2 separate regions of the Mus musculus genome follow, and region 2 is linked to region 1. Evidence: chromatin contacts called from public promoter capture Hi-C data. All regions are on one chromosome and are shown on one strand. Each heading gives the region's core, a stretch centred on a gene start, on an enhancer-like site or on the middle of the called end of the contact. The rest is flanking DNA. Distances are from core to core; before and after follow the strand shown.

The links. Capture Hi-C pulls out chosen DNA fragments and counts their contacts.
Region 2: a contact with region 1 is called in a promoter capture Hi-C map of adipose tissue. The contact joins two enhancer-like sites. A contact is called at or near these places in 4 of 39 promoter capture datasets (the C10 cell line, liver and macrophages), 4 of 484 Hi-C or Micro-C datasets (the AML12 cell line, liver, nephron progenitors and 1 more) and 2 of 9 other capture datasets (adipose tissue and liver).

What each region holds. Positions count from the first base shown.
Region 1 is chr3:10,082,651-10,085,925 of GRCm38.p6, forward strand. No RefSeq gene overlaps it. Among named protein-coding and RNA genes, the nearest start is that of Gm33365, 20 kb to the left of the region's middle. Within about 2 kb of position 1,696, at least 20 of the 459 cell types and tissues checked have an H3K27ac peak or open chromatin away from gene starts, as enhancers often do. A contact at or near this core is called in adipose tissue and liver, where this site is marked.
Region 2 is chr3:10,172,410-10,175,684 of GRCm38.p6, forward strand. No RefSeq gene overlaps it. Among named protein-coding and RNA genes, the nearest start is that of Pmp2, 9.8 kb to the right of the region's middle. Within about 2 kb of position 1,507, at least 19 of the 459 cell types and tissues checked have an H3K27ac peak or open chromatin away from gene starts, as enhancers often do. A contact at or near this core is called in adipose tissue and liver, where this site is marked.

The DNA.
Region 1 (3,275 bases), core at 446-2,945:
AAGGTAAATGTCATAGCAGGAAACATTCTCTGCTCTTCTGCAGTGTTTGTTGAAATAGCTCCATGTATTTACATGAGTCATACTTATCTACTAACCCGGTTAGCAGGAAGCATCCATTACAGTATTGAAGAGAACGGGGATGGGAGCAATAGACATGCTGGGGATGGATGTGTGATGGATGAACATTCACATGCTGGAATGGCATGCCCCACTCATGACCAGCCACTGGCCTGTTGCAAGTCTGCAGGGCAAGTTACATCACAGTGTAACCCAAGATAATCGACCAAGGGAGCATTTCTGGCTCCCCACCCCCTGCATCTTGCTTGATTTTGGATAGGATCTCACTATGTAGCTCAAGCTGGAATGAAGCTCACAATCCTCCTGCCTCAGCCTCACTCAGGGATGCTGGGTATATAGGCACATATCTCTGTAGAGCAGAGTATTTCTTACAAATTGTCATTTTTTTTTTTTAGTCGTAAATTCCTATTCTGTTAGGTTAGCAGAGCAGTGTTTGTTATACATTTATGTTGTGGCAGCCAAAAGGAAGTATTTTGGAGCTTTGGAGTCAAAGGTGTCACAAACTTATATTCAACAATGTCTATTAACTTTTTCAATGAATTGCTTTTTGCTAATTTTATTTTATGAATTGATCTCAATTCCAGAAAGAACAATAAAGAAAAGACAAAGACAAACCTCCAAACAATCAAGTCACTGTTGTATCGGAGCAATGACCTGTGCTGTGAATTGTGTTAGCTAGACAAGGTCATCCTCAGTGGACCGTCACTTGGAAAGGGACATTTAGACCACACAGGTCAGAGATACACTGAAGTCATTCTGGAAACCAGTCAGACAGAAATGATCTTCACAGATTAGAATGTACACGACCAAGTTCCCTTTCTCTGGGAAATGAGAATACTTTGAACATCTCAGAGAGGCAGCTCTTCTACTGTTCCCTCTCGGCTTTACCTAAGTTTCTACTCAGGTTGCAAAGCCACAGGGCTCCCAGAGTCTCTGTCTCTCTCTGTCTCTCTGTCTCTCTGTCTCTCTGTCTCTCTGTCTCTCTGTCTCTCTGTCTCTCTGTCTCTCTGTCTCTCTGTCTCTCTGTCTCTGTCTCTCTCTCTCTCTCTCACTCTCTCTCTCTCCTTTCTTTTAAAAGTTAAATAAAAAAGATGGCTCACTGGTTAATAGTGCTTCTTGCTGCTCTTCAGAAGACCAAGCTTGGTTCTCATGCTGGGCAGCTCACAACAGCCTGAAACTCTAGTTTCAGGGATCTGAAGCCTTCTTTTGGCCTTTACAGGCCTCTGTACACACGTACATACATACACATGTACACACACACACACACACACACACACACACACACACACACAAATAAATAAATACTTTAAAAACATGTAAAGCAATTAGACCACTTTTTCTATCTGCCCCACAAAGTGTTTCTGCCATAACAATTTACATGTGGCATCTTAGACACAAGCGTATTCAAATTCTTTGTGTAAGTATCAGAGAACAGGCACTCTGATCTTTCATTCTCTAAGCAAGGGTTTCTAATGATCTCGCCGGTTTCTGGCCTCTTTGCATGGAGGTACTTCCTGGTTATTGGGAAATTGCTTCCAGAGGGTATGTGCAGCACCAGTGAGCAATCTTATGCCACAGCCTTTGGTACACATTACTTAACACAGTGTGCCTTGGGCACACTGGGGACAGGAATATTGATAATGGCTTGGAAAAATGCCACACAGATAAAATAGGGACCCATGTACTTTCTCACTCAGGGGATCAGAGGTAAGTACCTCATTAAAAGGTAGAAAGACACATGGGAATAACCATAAGAGTGTTTCCAGAGTGTTCTTTTGAAACTCCTGCAGAGCTAGCTGAGAAATTCATAATGTTGTCATTGTGAAGTTGAGCCCCCTTCCCTGGCAGGGCACTCGGGGGCTAGTTTTTAAGCGTCCTGTCAAAGGTAAGAGTTTGCCTTTGTGCTTCCTCTTCATCCCTCCCCTGCTTCCTGAGCCCCTTTGCCCATCCCCAACTCCACTCTCTCCTCTGAGAAGAGCCTCTAGAAGTATGCCCTGCTGCAGATGGCTGTCCTGCCACAACAGAGTGGCCGTGAGCCTAGGCAGTGGGCAGAGACCGGGGGCCTTCCTGGAGCTTGCTCCCAGGAGGTGCACTTGATGCAGTTCTTAGTATTCCACCCGGGTTGGTGAACCAACATATCTGTACAAAAAATCAGAATAAATTATATTTTTATAAGATGCCATATAAGCCCTGAACTCATGGATACTGAACATTTATTTAGATTAGCTATTTGGGAAATTGGGTGAGATGTTAGAAGTGGCAGTAGTATGCTCACACACACCTATAATCCCAGCATCCAGGAACCTGAGGAGAAAGGTTGTGGCCATCACCAGTCCTGGGTGACATATTGGTAGAAAATGCAAGTGTAAGGCCCACAATAGCTCCAAACCAAACCAAACCAAACCAAACCAAACCAAACCAAACCAAACCAAATAACCAAACAGCCAGCCAACCAACCAACCAACCAACCAACCAACCAAAGGCAAGTTTTATGGGAAGATGATTTTAAAAGCACAAAATTGGTAAGAAAGATAGCAAAACAGAGCCCTGCTTGGGCAGTGATGAATCCCTGTACCCTTAGCTGCTGAATCTCAGCCACCCGCAAGCACAAAAGTCACTCCTATGAGTAATGGGGCTGCCAACACCAACCACAGGGAGACGATCTGGCTCCTGGAGTGCACACAGAAGCAGGTCACTGTTGACTAGGGTCAGCCTTAGCGGCCCTGGCACCCAGCATGGAGCCCTGCACCTCCAGTGCTGCTTGCCTTGCTACGAGACAAAGAGTTCAGTGTATCATGCAACAAGGCCAAAGGCAAAGCCTAGTGGGCCTCGGTGTGGCAGACATGAAGGACAGGCAGGGAGGTGAGTGGCAGCCAGGAGCTCACACAGAACCTGCCTCTGGAAGCCCTGCCGTCTTGCGACATCTGGGCAGCAGCATCTTGGCAATGGTCCAGGACTCATGGTGTTTCAGATCCAGCAACCCTGAACTCTGACTAGCTGCAATGAATATTTGCATGCAAAGCTGTCTAATTTTCCAATGCTACACAACAAATGAATACTCAATGCAGAGTTGAGGTAGATGAATGGTGCAGTAAGTTAGCACTGAAAATGCAACAGAGGCTAGGCTGTGACCCTCCGTGCTCCCAGGCACTGTCAGGCAACATCGGTCCACAAGGGCAAATGCACAGACAGGAGGT
Region 2 (3,275 bases), core at 257-2,756, 90 kb after region 1:
CCTGGATGTTTTGAGTTAGAATCTTTTTGCATTTTGCATTTTCTTTGATTGTTGTTTCCATGTTCTCTATGGAATCTTCTGCACCTGAGATTCTCTCTTCAATCTCTTGTATTCTGTTGCTGATTCTTGCATCTATGGTTCCTGATTTCTTTCCTAGGGTTTCTATCTCCAGAGTTGTCTCACTTTGGGTTTTCTTTATTGTTTCTACTTCCATTTTTAGATCTTGGATGGTTTTGTTCAATTCCATTACCTGTTTGGTTGTGTTTTCCTGTAATTCTTTCAGGGATTTTTGTGTTTCCTCTTTAAGGACTTTTACTTGTTTAGCAGTGGTCACAGCCCTCCCAGGTGGCCACCTCTCCTCTGGCGTGGAAGGTGCCCAGATGTCTGGAGCCTGAAACAGTGGGTCTGTCCAGAAGCTGTGTCACTTCTCAACAACATTTTATCTTATAGGTGTGAAACACAGCCAGTCAGTCACTAGTTTAGTTTTAAAACTTTTTCAGGAGAAAAAGAACCATCAGTTCACTAATAAATTGATAGATTTGTTCTGTATCAGAAAGTAAATTGCAACTATTCTACTCTACTTGACTGAGAGAGGATTTTAGGCTCCAGGACAAACTACCCAAAGCCACCCATAGATAACTGGGACCACAGATAAGTTGGCAAGGTACTTTTTAAAAAAGATAGCCAAAAGTTCACTCCATGCTGAATAGTTTGAGTAATTATCTTAGTGAACTCCACTGGAATATGAGTTATATTTTCAAAGATTGGGGTCTCTTTAACCCCGTGTTCCCCTGTTGGCCCACATTTTTGAACCTTTACTTTTGTATATGCTTTACCCTGAATAATGACAGTCACATAGCCTCCAATGGAAACAGCAACGAGATAATAAGTAGCTGCTTCCCTAAGAAAGAACTTGAGGCACAAGACGCTTGTAAGATCATCTGCAGGCAGTGGTACCTTCTCTCCCAACAGTGACTTAATTTCATGTGGAACCCCTTGCTACCCTTGATGTCAACAGCCTTTTGCTGCATTTCCGTTGATGTTTTTTCAACTTCAGAAGACTTTGGTGCAGTGGCTTGCAATTAGCCACATATTGGGATCACCTGGGGGAGTTTAGAGACTGGAGTTAAAAAGTGGGAGGGCTAGAGAGATGGCTCAGAGGTTAAGAGCGCTGACTGCTCTTCCAGAGGTCCTGAATTCAATTCCCAGAAACCACATGGTGGTTCACAACCATCTGTAATGGTATCCAAAGCCCTCTTCTGGTGTGTCTGACTGCTACAGTGTATTCATATAAATAAAATAAATGAATCTTAAAAAAATAAAGCTAAGTGGGAGGTCATTATGCTTAGATGAACTCCCGGGATCTGAGTTCCTACTTAGCAAGCCAAAATGAACTCACGGTACAAGGCAAACTGAAGCTTAAAGCTAATTCCAAACCACCCACGCCCTGGCCCTGGAGTGCAGCTCAGTGATAGAGCAGTTACCCAGCCAGCACACGAAAGTTCCTGGAAAATCTTAGCAGTGCAAACACAAACAAACGCCCAGAAACGTTACCTTCTACCTAGAGACTTTCCACCTCAATCCATCAAATATTTTCCTTGTCTTGCTTCTGAAAACAAAGCTTTCCCCATTTCCCTCTCAGCAGAGCCTAAACTGCCTGTGGGGTAGCCCAGCCTGGCTCATGAACTGAAGCTTGCTATATAAACTATTTAAACTGTTGATATGCTTGTGCTTGCCTTTTAATGGCTGCAAAGTCTAGACCTTAGTCTTCACCCATGGCAACAAAAACAAAATTGTGCAGTATAATATTTTCTAAGATTCACTTTTATCTGTGTGTAGTGTCTGTGTGAGGTTATTCCAGGGACATTCCGGTGCTGCAGAGTCATTATCGTCAGCCGTGAGCTGCCCGAGGCACGTGCTAGAAACTGAACTCCAGTCCTCTGGAGGAGCAACACGTGTTTTAACTACAGAGCCATCTCCCCAGCACCCCAATGAATATAATCCTGAAATGCACATGGTCACCAATTCCCCAATGATTCCTAGTGTGCAACCATTGCTAGAGACATGTTGCATGGATAAGCTCAAGTAACTGTCAATTACACAGTAAATCCCTAGTCACATTAAACTGAACTCTTATATGGCAATCTAAGGGGCTGGAGAGACAGCTCAGTAATTAAGAAAGCATCTATATGGCTGTTCATAAGCATCTGTAACTCCTGTTACAGAGAAGTGTACTCTGTCATCTGACCTCTGAGGACACCAGGGATCCATATGGTATGCATACACACACACATTCAGGCAAAACATTCATACACACAAAAATGAATAAGGCGAGCCAGGCATGGTGGCGCATGCCTTTAATCCCAGCACTTGGGAGGCCAGAGGCAGGCAGATTCCTAAGTTCGAGGCCAGCCTGGTCTACAAAGTGAGTTCCAGGATAGCCAGGGTTATACAGAGAAACCCTGTCTCGAAAAATGAAAAACAAAACAAAACAAAAACAAAACAAAAAACAACAACAACAAAAAAGAATAAGGCTTTTGGGTTTTTTTGTTTTTTGTTTTTAAATGGGAGAGAAAAAAATCTAAGTGTGATGTCACATCTCTGCAATGGCATGCTAGTGTGATGTCACATCTCTGCAATGGCATGCTAGTGAGTGATTCAATTCAGTCCCATAAGGAGCAACCCCAATGGCTTGTGCTGGACTCTCTTGTGTAAAGACTCTTGTGCCGAATTTCAAACTACCAATTCTTTCTAACATCTAGCTTGCAAATTTCCTGAAAATCAATAATGAGCCTCTAAACATTTTTGCTTGTAGATAGGGTCTCACTATGTCTCAAATAGCTGGCCTCACCTTTCCCATCTGCCCACCTCTTCCTCTTAAATGCTGGGTTATAGAGATGGCCCCATGCCAGTCTCTAGCCACCAGTGCTCAGGCCAGTTTCAGCCAGTTCCTAGATACAATCACATCCTAAAAGCTTAGTCTTAAGTCAAAAATATGCCAGTCATTATACAACTGACAGCAGATAATTTATTCCTTTAGAATCTACATTTATCTTGGTCACATTTAGGTTGGAGTAGCTAATCACCAACTCCCATTTTAAATATTCCAATTTAAGTGTTTGTTTGCTTATCCACTAATTAATGATTCTTGATTTTTTTCTGAATAGTATTCTTGAGTTTTTCGCTTGGATTACAAATTACTTAAAACATATATAGTAATAAGAGCTCCTGTGTTTCTATTCACTTTGAACATCATGTGTATCATCCAATAAATA